Regions from separate parts of the Mus musculus genome. Here region 2 is linked to region 1. The links are chromatin contacts, called in public HiChIP or PLAC-seq maps. All regions are on one chromosome and are shown on one strand. Each heading gives the region's core, a stretch centred on a gene start, on an enhancer-like site or on the middle of the called end of the contact. The rest is flanking DNA. Distances are from core to core; before and after follow the strand shown.

Region 1 (6,423 bases), core at 1,560-4,059:
ACACAAAGAAGAATTTGGGGAAATATGTGTGTTAAGTACTTAGTGGCCCACTCAAATAAATCAAGGAGAACCAAGAAAGAAAATCCAATCTATCAAATATGAAGGAAATGCCTTATCATGGGCTTTAACAAGATAGGAAATACTTTTATTTATATTTTAGGGTTTTTTATTTTTTTAAGAAAAAAACAATAGCTACAGCTGGCTCACTCAAAAACCAGGGTGTGGGTCTCAGAATTATTGAAAGACTTGTGCTAAATGAATAAAACTGATTCAAAGATATTTTGTAATATAGTACAGCTAGTCTTTGTCACATCAAAACAATAGGGACAACAATTACAGTTTATTATATCTGACTCTTAAAATGTTACAATTAGTTTGAAATGCTCAGACCAGAAAGGAGAGAAGGGTATTTATTAATTATCTATAAAGATTCAAATCTAATTCTTGAAATTTAAATTATGCTTTTGCCTTGTAAAGTTTTTTATTAGACTATTTTTTCTTGAGAAGTATGTCTCTTAGAATTATATTTTGTCTGAAGTGCAGTGAACTTTCTTAAATATTTGCTATTGATAGAGAAAGCAGAGCTCTGATATGTGACTGGTAGTGAGCAGCTGTCGAGCTCTTGAAGAAAGAAACCTCTTTATGTATTGTTTGAGTAAATAAACCTTTCTCTATAGCTGTTAAGTATGAGTTTTTTTGAGAAATGAAGCCAAATCAAACTCTTCTACCACGTAGTAGAGTCCTGCACACAGTGGAGCCCAGTAAATGTTTGCTGGAGTTAATCTTGGAACACACATAATAATGGTGGTGGTATAAACCCACAGAAATGATCAACTGTGGACTGAGTGCTTTCTAGTTGCTCGGCACCACAGTAAGCATTTTTGTGCCCTGTTTTGTGTAATTCTCAAGAAAACCCTGTAAGGTTGGCATTATCATCCCCACATTATATTTGTGGGAACTGAGGTTTAAAGGTTAAGTGACTTGAGCTCAAAAGATTTAAGTAGTTTGCCCTAGGGATCACTAGCTAGAAGGGGAGAGCTCATATACCGTAGGACCCACATGGAACTAGCCTCAGGCTGCCCTTCTCCACTGCTTTATGTGTCTAGGAAGTTGTGCTATAGGGATTGCCTTAGAGGTGTGCAAAATAACTAAAGAGAGTTGTCTCTACCTTTTTTTTCTTTTTCCCCACTGAAGAAAACTTGTGTAGGAAGAAATTTTCTTGGGTATTTGATTGTCATGCCATGTTGAGCCTGCTCATCTTAGAAGATCCAACAGCAGATAGTTCATGCACATGTAAAGGAACAAGTAGCATTTGACTACTAATATTAAGGAAATTTTAAAAATAAAACCTCCATTTGGGAGTTATTTTGTTTTTCTGAGAAAAATATATGTAAAAAAACTATGGTATAAACACACAGAACTTTGTAATGTTCTCAGTGGTCTTTCAAGCTTCCTTTAGTTACTCTGGCATCCTTGATTTTCCTTCCATATTATGAACAGCATGCTAGAGAAACTAGGATGGCATTTGGAGAAAAAAGTCCAGATTTACTATGAGTGGAGGCCAGGAAGAAATGTTTAATCTAGCTAGTGGGTGGGCTTTGGTTGTCATGGAAACTCATCTCTGTCATCCTGTGTTGTTACTAAGCGGGAACAGCCAGGTCATTCCATAAATCATTTCTGTCATAGTTGAGAGTGATACATTCCATCTGGTCCATCACTGCAGACCCTCATGTGCACACTTCCTGTCCCTTCAGCCTCCCCCTACTTCTCCAACAGCATTGTTTCTTCAGCTTTCCTTACAGACTCACATTCACATTAATAATGTTTAGTTTTTAAAATATACTAAAAAACAAAAACAGTAATTGGAAGAATTAGGAGAAATGAGAGAAAGAAACTTAGGGAGGATTACATGTGCGAATCTGAATGCATATCAGAATTTTATGTTAAGTATTACAAATGGTTAGAATGTGGTGTCTCTAATATAATAATAGCATCTATTTTTGATGGGAAAATACCACTGTTGTCATTAGAAGTTAATTCTAGTTCCCTAGTTGCTTTAGAAGGTCTTTCATGTGTGAAACACCAGAGGGTACAACCTTTGTTCTTCAGTTTAGGTTTTAAAGAACACGCAGAATGCTGCGTGATTAAACATGTAAGGCCAGATAATGCGTTTGCAAAGGTTCTTTTATTTTAGGTTTAAGCCTGGATAATTGTGGTCTTAATCTCAGGATAGCAAGAAAGAGAATTGTACATGAAGGTATTTACACAAAGTCCCCAAAGCCCTATGGATTGTGCACTAGTTTAGATAATAGACGTGGGTAGATAGAAGGAAAGGAAAAATCTGTGTGTCCCTGAACATTTGCCAGACAATCACCCTTTAAGACTGTGCCCATGGAGAGTTATATGCAGGAAGAAACATCTGGTTTATTTCAGGGCCTAATACCATATCAAAACATTCAGTCTTTAATTTAGAAGAGATCAAACGAGAAGACTGTTTAACTTTGTTGATTATATCAGACTTCTTTGTGATAATTTATGTTTTGATTTCTATGAGCCAGGGAGGGAAGAAGAGAGGGAGAATGTGTGCGTTTTAATCTAGATAGTTAAATGGTCAGTAGTCCCTAACAAAAGAAAAGAAAATCCAGGGAAGTTGATGTTTAGAAGTAATTCATGAAATAAGTTTCTTTGTTCCTTAGACTCAATAACATTAGCATAATAAAGATTAACTGAAATGTCCAAAAGCTTCAGTGTTTAAAACCTTGGACTCTGCCTTCCAGGGTTGGGCCTGGAGCTCTCCATTGTTTCTGTTTGTCTGAAGCTCCTTTCATTAGCCTCTGGCTTTATTGGCACCCTACTGATTGGAATAGACCATGACTGATAGGAGGAGGAGCCTCATTTGTTGCAGTAAAATGAGGAATATTACCGTTTAAGTCTGGCAGAAGGTACTGGGAGTTATTCATCATTGGCCATTTAACTATGAGTGCCTGTGGGCTGCATGTAAAATGAGCTCTGACTTTGTTCCTGCCCCAAACTCTAGCCACTACCACCTCCGTTTTTAACGTGACTTTTTTCTTCCTTAAACACCAATATTCAATAAACACTAATTTTTCTTCCTTAAACACCAGAAAATAGAGAGAAAAATCTTCATTTAGAATGGTCTTTGCCAAAAAAGTCTGATATTTAGGATTTCTAAAGAAATCACGATTTTTATGAAATAATGTGATTCAGTTGTTTTGGTGATGGAATGAGCCTGCAGAGATACAGGCTGGTGAAGTGATCTGCCATCAGAAAGGCTTCTGTGTACCGGTATTGCTCTGCCACTCTTCCTCCCACATATGTCCTCTCTTTATGAGAGTAAGAAGTATAAACTCTGCTTTCTTCCACATAAAGGAACTCTAACCAGCATTTGACATACTTAGGGATTGCTTCATTGGAAGGGCAGAGCTGAAGAATTGGCAGTCCATTCACGCCCTAGAAAGCCTGTGCCTACCTAAGTGTGAGATACACATAGCCTAGAACATTAACATTAATTCTCAGCAATCATAGAACCTCAAGACATAATTGTTCTCAAAGTTTATGCCATTTTGTAGATTTGGAGTGAAGTCTATAACAAGCTCTTTCATTTTCTTGTTTCTGTTTTTTGATCCCCATTAACTAAATACTAAGGTAAAAATCTGTTATTTAAAGAATCTTTTTACTGATAATTATTATAGCAAATTTCACATGCAGTTTATCACTTATTAAAGTCCCAACACCGGGAAAACAAACAAATGGATGCCCAGGGCTTGGCCAGCTAGAGAGTCAGGCCAGTGAGAGATCCTGTCTCAAAAATAGGGTGGACAACTCCTAGGGAACAACGCCTGAGATTGTCCTCTGGCCTCCACACACATGCATACACAGATTTAAAACAGTGTGAAAATGATGCATATTTATCCCAGAAACTGAGAATTGTGAATACTGGTGTGTAGAGAGAGAAAGGGGGGGCAAAGAAAAGGGGGAGCACAGCCAAAATAAAGAAGAGAAGAGGAAAGAAAGCAGAGTAGTGACTCAGAGTTGAGATGTGACCTACTCAGCCTGTCAAGTGATGAAGCCAGCAGCCAGTGTGAGGCAGGGGACAGTGAGAGTCGGTTCAGGAGTCATTCACCAGGGTCTGTAAACATAGGAAGGTCATAACCAGGCTTAAACTGCTAGTAACTAGAGAAGAAAAGGGGACTGAGGACTCTGAAACCTTTAAGGGAACTGGAGAGTAGGAGCGATGGGACATAGGTAAGCCTGAGGCCTAGAACTCATTCCAGTAGAAATTCCTAGCACAGGCTCTTCATTTCTACCATTGCAAGTCATTATTAGCACAGTAGTGACTAGGCAAGTCTTTGAGAGTAGGAGACACAAGCACAAAGAGGGCAGGCTGCCATGGAGGGTGATTCCCCAACGCTTTCACAGTTGATTCTCACAGTGAGGAGTAATGGCAGGCAGGCAGTGCAGACTAATCCGTGAGTGTGGTTGGTTTTGTGACTGTTTTCTCACTTATCTGCACCTCCCTCATCAATGCTGTATTATATACTTAATGAATGAGCACTAGTTGCTCATAAAAGGTACATTTGATTCCTGAAGATAAGAAACAGTGATTGACAACTATAAAGATGTTGAGACATGTTTGTAAAAGTTTTAGTGTCCTTTGAGAGAAAGCTTAATTTTCACAATATACATTTCTTGGGGCTAAAACAGACAAGTAACTTTTTAAAGGACGAAGGGGTAACTATTATGTTTTCTTTGGTTAGCTTTTTAGAAAGGAGAACTTAGAAAACTTTTTTCAAAGGTACACAAACACCCATACCCACTCCCCTCCCCTCCCATTCTCTCCAATCCTCCTCTCTACCTCACTTCCAGACGGTTTCCTGGCTGCCCTATCCGGAACTTGATTAACTCTGTAGTCCAGGCTGGCCTCAAACTCAAAGATTCATCTGCCTCTGCCTCCCAAGTTCTGGAATTAAAAGCCTGTGCTACCACTGCCCATCTTTTCAAAGACTTTTTGTTTGGTGGTTTTAAGTTTGGGGTATGCTTTTTGTTTGTGGTTTTTTGGGGGCGCAAGGGTGGGGCCTGTGTACTGGAGGAGGTGGGATCGTTTAAAACAGGGTCTCCATTGGTAGCCTTGGCTGTCCTGGAATTTGATATACAGACCATACTGGCCTTGAAATCACAGAGATCCACCTGCCTCTGCCTCCCAAGTACTAAGATTTAAGTTGTGCAGTACTTTGCCAGACTTAATGTGTAAAGGCCAGGCTTGTCAGGCCATATCTACAACTCCAGAACTTGCAGGCTAGGTCAAAAGGATCACAAATTCAAGGTCTCTCTGAGCCTATCAGGATCCTAATTACTAACATAGAACAAAACAACCTAAAAGACCCCACCTTTTTAAAAATATTTTTGTGAGATTATTGTTTTTATATTACTTCGATAATACATTCTTTAAATATGGTCTACTTTTCAGGTATTTTATCTTTATAATAGATTGTTTTATTTTGAGGTAAAGACTCACCTCAGTATGAGCAAACCTGGCACTGAATATGTAGCCCAGATTGGCCTTAAAGTTACAGTCTCACCTCTGCCTTCCAAGTACTAGTCACAGGTGTGGGGACAACTCTATGGCTTATAGCTTATAGCTTGCTGTTTAGCCCAGGCTGGCTTTGAACTTGTGATCCTTCTCCCTCTGCCTCCCAAGTGTTGGTGCTTGCAGAGGTGCAGCCATATTCAACCTCACATCTTGATTTTCTGCTGATAATTAGAAACTTTCCAACCACAATAATTTAAAAAATTAGGTATCTTTGTCTTTTAAAAAACAATAACAACAACAAAAATCAAAAAAACAAAAATAAAGAAATAGGGCTGGAGAGATGGCTCATTGGTTAAGAGCACTGATTGCTCTTCCAGAGGCCCTGAGTTCAGTTCCCAGCAACCACATGGTGGCTCACAATGGGATCTGGTGCCCTCTTCTGGTGTGTCTGAAGAGAGCGACAGTGTACTCATGAATTAAAAAAAAGAAACAAACAAAACCAAACAAAAACAACTGTGTTTGGCCACATAACAAGCCTGAGGACAGCATGTATTATTTGAGTCCCTGTCTCAAAAAGAAAAAAGGAAAAAAAATGACAATTCAAATTAAAATTGGGGGGGGGGGGATAGATACCTGTTATTCCTTTCACATTTGAAATTATGTAATTTTTTTGTCCTAGTTTAAAAACTGAAGCTCCTTAGGTCTCTAATTACAAAACAGTGTACGGTTTGATGAAAGGGTTGTCACTGTGAGCCTTGGGTAGTATGGCTGAGATCACAGAACAGCGCCATGAACAGGTTTGTGGTTTTGCTGCTATTATATTCTGATGCATATATATCTCTTATTTTCTGGTTAGATTTATTCCCCTGACC
Region 2 (6,423 bases), core at 1,791-4,290, 250 kb before region 1:
TTTCAATTTTTATTTCTTTTCCACTTCCTATAAGGTAACTGAATTCTGAGCCATGCCTTGTAGAGAAACAAAGATTCCCTCTCTAGAATGTAAGTCCCATTTGGGTGTCCCCACCAATGTCTCCCTACCCTATGGCACACTACTCGGAAGGGACTGAATATATAATTGTTTAATATAAAAAGAGGGAAAAATGGATGGCCAGGGGTTTAGCCAAGCCATTGTCAGAGTTTTCCCTAGATGTAATGGAGGAAGATAAAAAGAAAGAACAGCACTCAATTTCCTGAGAATTGGATTAGTAGGAAAGGAGCCTGCGGAAATGGGAGTAGTTCTCCCACTGAGAGGCTAAAGACACCACAATGCCCCCCACAGTGATGATCCAATAGAACCCCTATTGTGCACTGAAGTGCTAGGGTCCGGTCTCCTCACCTGGAAGCACCTGGACCTATTCTTGGGTCTCTCAGGTTGGCTCTTGGAGAACTGTGACAGGGGCTTCAGTGAGTCTAGTAAATGGGGGAGCAAGTGGAAGAGGGTAGGTTAGAAAACGCATTGGGGGCAGGGCGAGCTAAAGCAAAGTCAAGAAGATAGACCCAGGGCCAGATCTTGAAACAGCTTTGAGTTACCTGTCCACTGAGACAGTAAAGGAGGAATCTGGGAGAGGGCAGGGCCATTTAGAGTCCATTGAGAAGACACAAAAAAATATTCTGAGGCATGAGAAAGAAAAGAGGAAGACTTCTATGGCCACCTAAGCCACAGTCACTTTGCCTTGGCCACTTTGTTTTTTTTTTTATTTCCTGGCAAAGTTTGATGCTCTTTGAATTACACCCTTGCATGTGCTTTCTCTGAGCAGCATGGTGGGTAGATTGTTTTGTTTTGAGACAGGGTTTCTCTGAGTGGCCCTGGCTGGCCCAGAACTTGCTCTGTAGAACGCAAATTCAGTGTGTTCTGAGTGCAGGGATTAAAGGCATGCACCATCACACCTGACACATAATAACTAGATTACAGGTGGTGTTCTTCTTACAAATAATCAGTTGAGGATGGTAGGTCAAATAATACTGCCCAATAGGTCCCAGTTCTGTTAGAAGTCTGTAGAACGAGCTTTCCTCCGGTGAGGAAGAGAAACACATTTGCTTCAAATTTGATGCCAAGACTTTGCAGTGAGGGATTTGAAGTCATTTGAAGAAGGGGACTGCAGAAAGAAGTTTTTTGAGGACCCAGAAAATGTCTGTGAATTATTCCTATCCGTTCCCGGGCTACCACGGAATGTCTCAGAAGATGATAAAATCCTCACTTTTCAAAAAGCACCCTCCAGGCAGGACTTTTTCTGTTGCTGGCCATGTTGTTGCTAGCCTGATCTTTTCTACTAATGCAGAAGCTAAAACTTGTTTTACAAATGTGAATGCTTAGGTTTAAAACACCCGAAAGGGAGACTTCACTCTCCCTCATATCCTTTATCTTCTTTCCTACCCTACTAGATTCAGTCAGACATAAAAGGCAGAAAGCCCCTCTCCCTTCCCCCAGAGTCTTTAACCTCAGCTCAAGCTCAGGGTAGTTGGCTTTCTCTTCCCTGGGACCTCGTCTGTTCCAGAAGGTTCTTCACTTAGCCAGTACACAGGTTTCTGGAGCCTTGCCTATCATAGGTTACATAGGCAAACATGTCTGAAAACCTCTGTCACAGCTTAGCCTCAAGTGGGGAGCCCACCCACAGCACTGTTTTGTACCTAATGGTGCTCCGTAGCACTGAAGCAGAAATATTGTAGTCAGAGCATGTGGAAATGGCTAGGACATAGGCATGGGAGAGGGTCTGAGAGTACAATTAGCGTTGACTAGATTATATATATATTTTATTATTAGATATTTTCTTTATTTACATTTCAAATGTTATCCCTCTTCCTGGTCTCCCTCTGAAATCCCCCTCCCCTTATTCCCTCCTTTATTATAATTCTTATAAAAACCACACAGTACTTACTAGATAACTCTACCTATAGTTTCTATGTGTACATTAGATTGAACGGAGAAGATGAGACGATAGGCAGATGGTCAAGTGGCTTTCTCTCATAGAATTTTCCCTTTAGTGCCTTTCAACGGTATCATTTTCCCACACCCCCTAAAAACTAAACCTTCTATATTTTCAGTTGGTTCTTTTAGTTTATTTTTATAACACTCCTTGAGACAGGGAGAGTAGCAGGATAGTTTTATTTAACTTGCCAAGAAGCAAGACACAAAGAGATGATCTGACTTGGCCACCATCCCAGAGGGCATCTATGGCAGAGCCAGGATGGTCTTTTAGTCCTCGGGGCTCTTGGGCTTTTGTTCTGATGTCTCTGCATATAATTGTTTTGATAGCAATTTCTCTGCTTCTCTCTCACTAGCCTAATCACGTGTGTCAATCATATTCAAGAACATCAAGGGCCTAAGGGTCAGCCACAGTCTCAAGAGAAACAGAATCAAAAGGAGAAAATAAGGCATTTTCTTTTTCAAATGTGTTTGTCAGTCGTGGACTCATAATCTGACAGGGTATGCAGGAGGAAGTTGAGGACCTCCGCCCTAGGCTGTAGCTAGAATAGGCTCTATTAGGCTTTCTGTCTACAGCTTAAACCAAGTGAGCAAGAACCCTCAAGGGGATCAATGGGTTCTCCACCCAGCCCCTGAAGAACCAGGAAGGAAGTCCTCTTTTCCTTCCTCTTCATAGATTCACCCCTGTAGCGTCCCTGTACAGTCTCGGGATGTACAAGTGTGGTGGAGAGCACGTGCAAACCTCCTACCCTTGGCCATCTTGCTCCACTTCACTTTCACTTTACAGAGCTGAATCCTGGGGCCCAGGAGCGCTGCGCCCAGGAAAAGGCCACTGGACACAAGGCGACCTCCGTGCTCGGACCCCGGAGTGCGCGTGCGCGCGGGCCTCGAGCCGCGCCCGCGCGGGGAAGCCCCGGGGCTAATCTCCTGCCACTCATCCTTGGGGACGCTGGCGCCCGGGCCACAGCGCCTGGAGCCTCGCGCCGGGGCCCAGCTGGGCCGCACGCGGAAGGACAAATAGTCCCGACGGCTGCTGCTCCGCGCGCCCCTCCGAGACCGCGCTCGCCCCGCCCGAGCAGCCCGGCCTCGGCCTCGGGCGGCGGGAAGTGGGCGGCCGCTCGACCCCCCGCTCCTCCCTCTGGGGCCTGGCGGGTGTACGAAGCTCCTCAGGGAAAAGTAATTGGATTCCGGGCTCAGCGCTGCCGGGAACGGCGGAAAGCCGCAGCTGAGGCTGCAGCGCGTGGGCGGAGGAGGGCGCGGCGGGGGAGGGAAGGGTGCAGACGCCGCTGGGCTCTCCCGCGCCCCGGCGACCTGGCCGGGGCAGGCTGCGGCGGAAAGCCGGCGGCCGCGGGGAAGGGCAAGCACGCTTGCCCCAGGGGCCCCCGAGTGCGACGTCCTCACGCCTTTCCCAGGCTCCACCTAGTCTGTGGAGCACACCTGGCTGATGACACCCGCCCAAAGAAACGTTTGGGAAAGCTGAAGTCTGTCAGCATCCCCCAGGGTTTCCCTCCAAGCTCTGATGTGCAGCTGAGGTGGAAGAAGAGCCTTTCTTTCATCCAGTATGCAAGTGGAGAATTCCTCTCCTTCACGAATGTCACAGGGAACACAGTAGGAAAGTACCTCAAGTCTTTCCTTTGGTGACAGACTCCCCCAAAGTTCCCTTTCCCCTGAGAAGATGGATCACAAGTGGGAGCCTTAAAGAGGGTTTATTGTTTTCTGCTTCTCCCCTCCTGAAATGGTAGGAAAGTTCCAGAACTTGTAAATGACTAACTTTGCAGCTCTTTTGTGGTATATGGGTTTTTTTTTTCTTTTTCTTTTTCTTTTAATTCCCTTTACTACATCTCACACAACTCACTAGGCTTTTATAGAGGAATTTCTCATGTACCAGGCTCTATTCTGCTTACCAGGGACATAACAGTGAATAAGCCCAAACGCTCTGGGCTCTTGGACTTTGTTACAGGCGATGAGACAGACACACCGTTGAGTGTCGTGTGATGTTAAGTGCTATGAAACAAACAATACTGCAGGGCAAAGGAGGCTACAGGTAGAAGACATGTGCAGTGTTAGCTTAGACGAGTTGATTTAGAGAGAGATTTCTGAGGAAGTGTGCTTACAGCAGGTCTGAATGAAAGAAATTAGACAAGCAAAACATACCTAGACAGGTAACTTCCCGGATTGAGGAAGGACAAATCCAAAGGCTCTGAAGCCCGGAAAAGTCGAGTGAACACTTAGCAAGTAGTGAGGAGGCCGACATGATCGCTGCTCTGAGCACCTACAGTTGGAAATGAGGGTAGAGGCTCAGGGCCATAGAGATCAATGGTATTAAGGGCCTCAGGTTGCTTTTAGATTTTGAAAATTTTTATGTATATAAGTGTTTTGCCTGAGCCGGGCAGTGGTGGTGCACACCTTTAATTCCAGCACTTGGGAGGCAGAGGCTGGCAGATTTCTGAGTTCTAGGCCAGCCTGGTCTACAGAGTGAGTTCCAGGACAGCCAGGGCTACACAGAGAAACCCTGTCTCGAAAAACCAAAAAAAAAAAAAAAAGTATTTTGCCTGAAGGCAATGTATATATGTACATGCAGAGGTCAGAAGAGAGTGTTGAAGCCCCTCAAACTCGAGTTATAGATAGTTGATTGAGTCACTATATAGGTCCTGGAAGCTGAACCTAGGTCCTCTGCAAAAGCAACGAGTACTCCCTACCCCGACCCCTGCTTTTAATGTGAAACTTTTGGAGAGTTTTATGCTCTGAGTTTCCAATCTCTCTCCTTCTCCATCAGACACTAGGATTGCCTTGGCTGGTCTGAAACTCTGCATATCAGGCTGGCCTTGAACTCACAGAGACCCCCCTGCTCCTGCCTCCTGAGCACCGGGATTAAGGTGTGTGCCCCCATGCCTAGCTGTTGTGGTTGTTTACCTCAACTTTAGTTCATCACCATTCTAACATATCCTACCTTCTCCGTGATTGCAACAGGTCAAAAACTAATCTTGCTGTCTTTGTAAAATTTATATAACTCCTTTCTCAATAATACCAGCTCGATCTATGCCACCCACACTAAAATGTTTGTCATTGTCAACGCACTATTTCTTCTTCCTTATTTTACCTGGCCTGTTGTTAGGACCTTTAGTGTATCACCAGAAGTACCTCATATCAAATTCCTTCGTGTATCTCCACTTCATGCTTTTTGCCTAAGACCTTGAACATTGCCAGCCAGGATCAGTTCAACCGTCTTTTTATGGTCTCTCCGACTCCCTTTTCTCTCTGTTCCAATGTAACTTGCCAGAATAATTGCTCACTTTTAGCACATCTCTTCATGCCCAGATAGCTTTATGGGTATATTTTCTCTTGCATTAAATTTAAACTCTGGTGACTGACTTTCAAGCTTGTCCTCCAGTCGGGGTTCTTTCTGTCTTTGACCCACTCTTCAGCCTGTCTCCTCAGTAGGTTAGATGTGCCCACCAAGTACCTTCCTGTTCATTTACTTCTTTGTATGTGTCTATGCATCTACCCTTACGTAACCTAGCATTTAACTCATTTGGATGTTATAAATGATGGAAATATAACTTAAATTTGCTTAGATAGGAAGAGGAATCTTATTGGCTTCTGATCCTACAGTGAAATACCCGAGACTGCCTAACCTAAGTGGTTCTCAACTTTCCTAATGCTGCAACCCTTTATAGATTCCTCCTGTTGTGGTGACCCCCAACCATACATTTTTTTTGTTGCTGCTTTGTAACTGTAATTTTGCTAGTGTTATGAATTGTAATGTAAATATCTGGTATGCAGGATATTTGATGTTTGAACTCTGTAAAAGGATTGTTTGACATCCCCCCCCCCCCCACACACACACAAAGGGTTATGACCCACAGGTTGAGAATCACTGGTCTAACTGCTTAAGAACAGAAGTTGTTGACCAGGCGTAGTGGCGCATGCCTTTAATCCCAGCACTCTGGAGGCAGAGGCAGGCGGATTTCTGAGTTCGAGGCCAGCCTGGTCTACAAAGTGAGGTCCAGGACAGCCAGGGCTATACAGAGAAACCCTGTCTCGAAAAACCAAAAAAACAGAAGTTGTTGAGTTTCAAGTCATGGCATCTGTGTCAGCTGAGTCCTGGTAAGGGCTCTCAGCTGTCAGTTCATCGCTATGACAACAGTGGAAATGTGGGCAAAAGCAAGTAGCCACATCTGGATGTAGGCAGCTGGAGAAAGGCTGGGTGGGGCCAGGCTCCTGCTTTTATAGGAAAACTTTCCAGAAATCTAACCAAGGTCCCATGAAAAACACGTAAATCTCTTTCAGGCAAGGGCATACTCTCTGTTGCCTTAAGAACCTCTCACTTGGTCTCACCTCCTAGTAAGTTCCATAGTACTTCCTGAAACACTACCCTGGGGCTGAGCGTTCCAACACACAGATTGTTAG

The links. HiChIP or PLAC-seq counts read pairs in DNA pulled down with a chosen protein or histone mark.
Region 2: an H3K27ac HiChIP or PLAC-seq map of oligodendrocyte precursor cells shows a contact between it and region 1, with 5 times the contacts expected there. The contact joins two enhancer-like sites. A contact is called at or near these places in 8 of 39 promoter capture datasets (the C10 cell line, the HPC-7 cell line, cranial neural crest and 5 more), 15 of 115 datasets of contacts at active chromatin or transcription factors (the SCID.adh cell line, T-cell acute lymphoblastic leukemia, bone marrow-derived macrophages and 12 more) and 4 of 9 other capture datasets (adipose tissue, liver, macrophages and 1 more).

Annotation. Positions count from the first base shown.
Region 1 is chr9:71,876,052-71,882,474 of GRCm38.p6, reverse strand. Tcf12 (transcription factor 12) reads left to right here. Exons shown (of 21, transcript NM_011544.3): 13 at 6,408-6,423. Among named protein-coding and RNA genes, the nearest start is that of Cgnl1, 110 kb to the right of the region's middle. Within about 2 kb of position 2,809, at least 62 of the 459 cell types and tissues checked have an H3K27ac peak or open chromatin away from gene starts, as enhancers often do. A contact at or near this core is called in adipose tissue, embryonic stem cells, neural progenitor cells and 3 more, where this site is marked.
Region 2 is chr9:72,129,883-72,136,305 of GRCm38.p6, reverse strand. No RefSeq gene overlaps it. Among named protein-coding and RNA genes, the nearest start is that of Tcf12, 21 kb to the right of the region's middle. Within about 2 kb of position 3,040, at least 339 of the 459 cell types and tissues checked have an H3K27ac peak or open chromatin away from gene starts, as enhancers often do. A contact at or near this core is called in adipose tissue, embryonic stem cells, neural progenitor cells and 3 more, where this site is marked.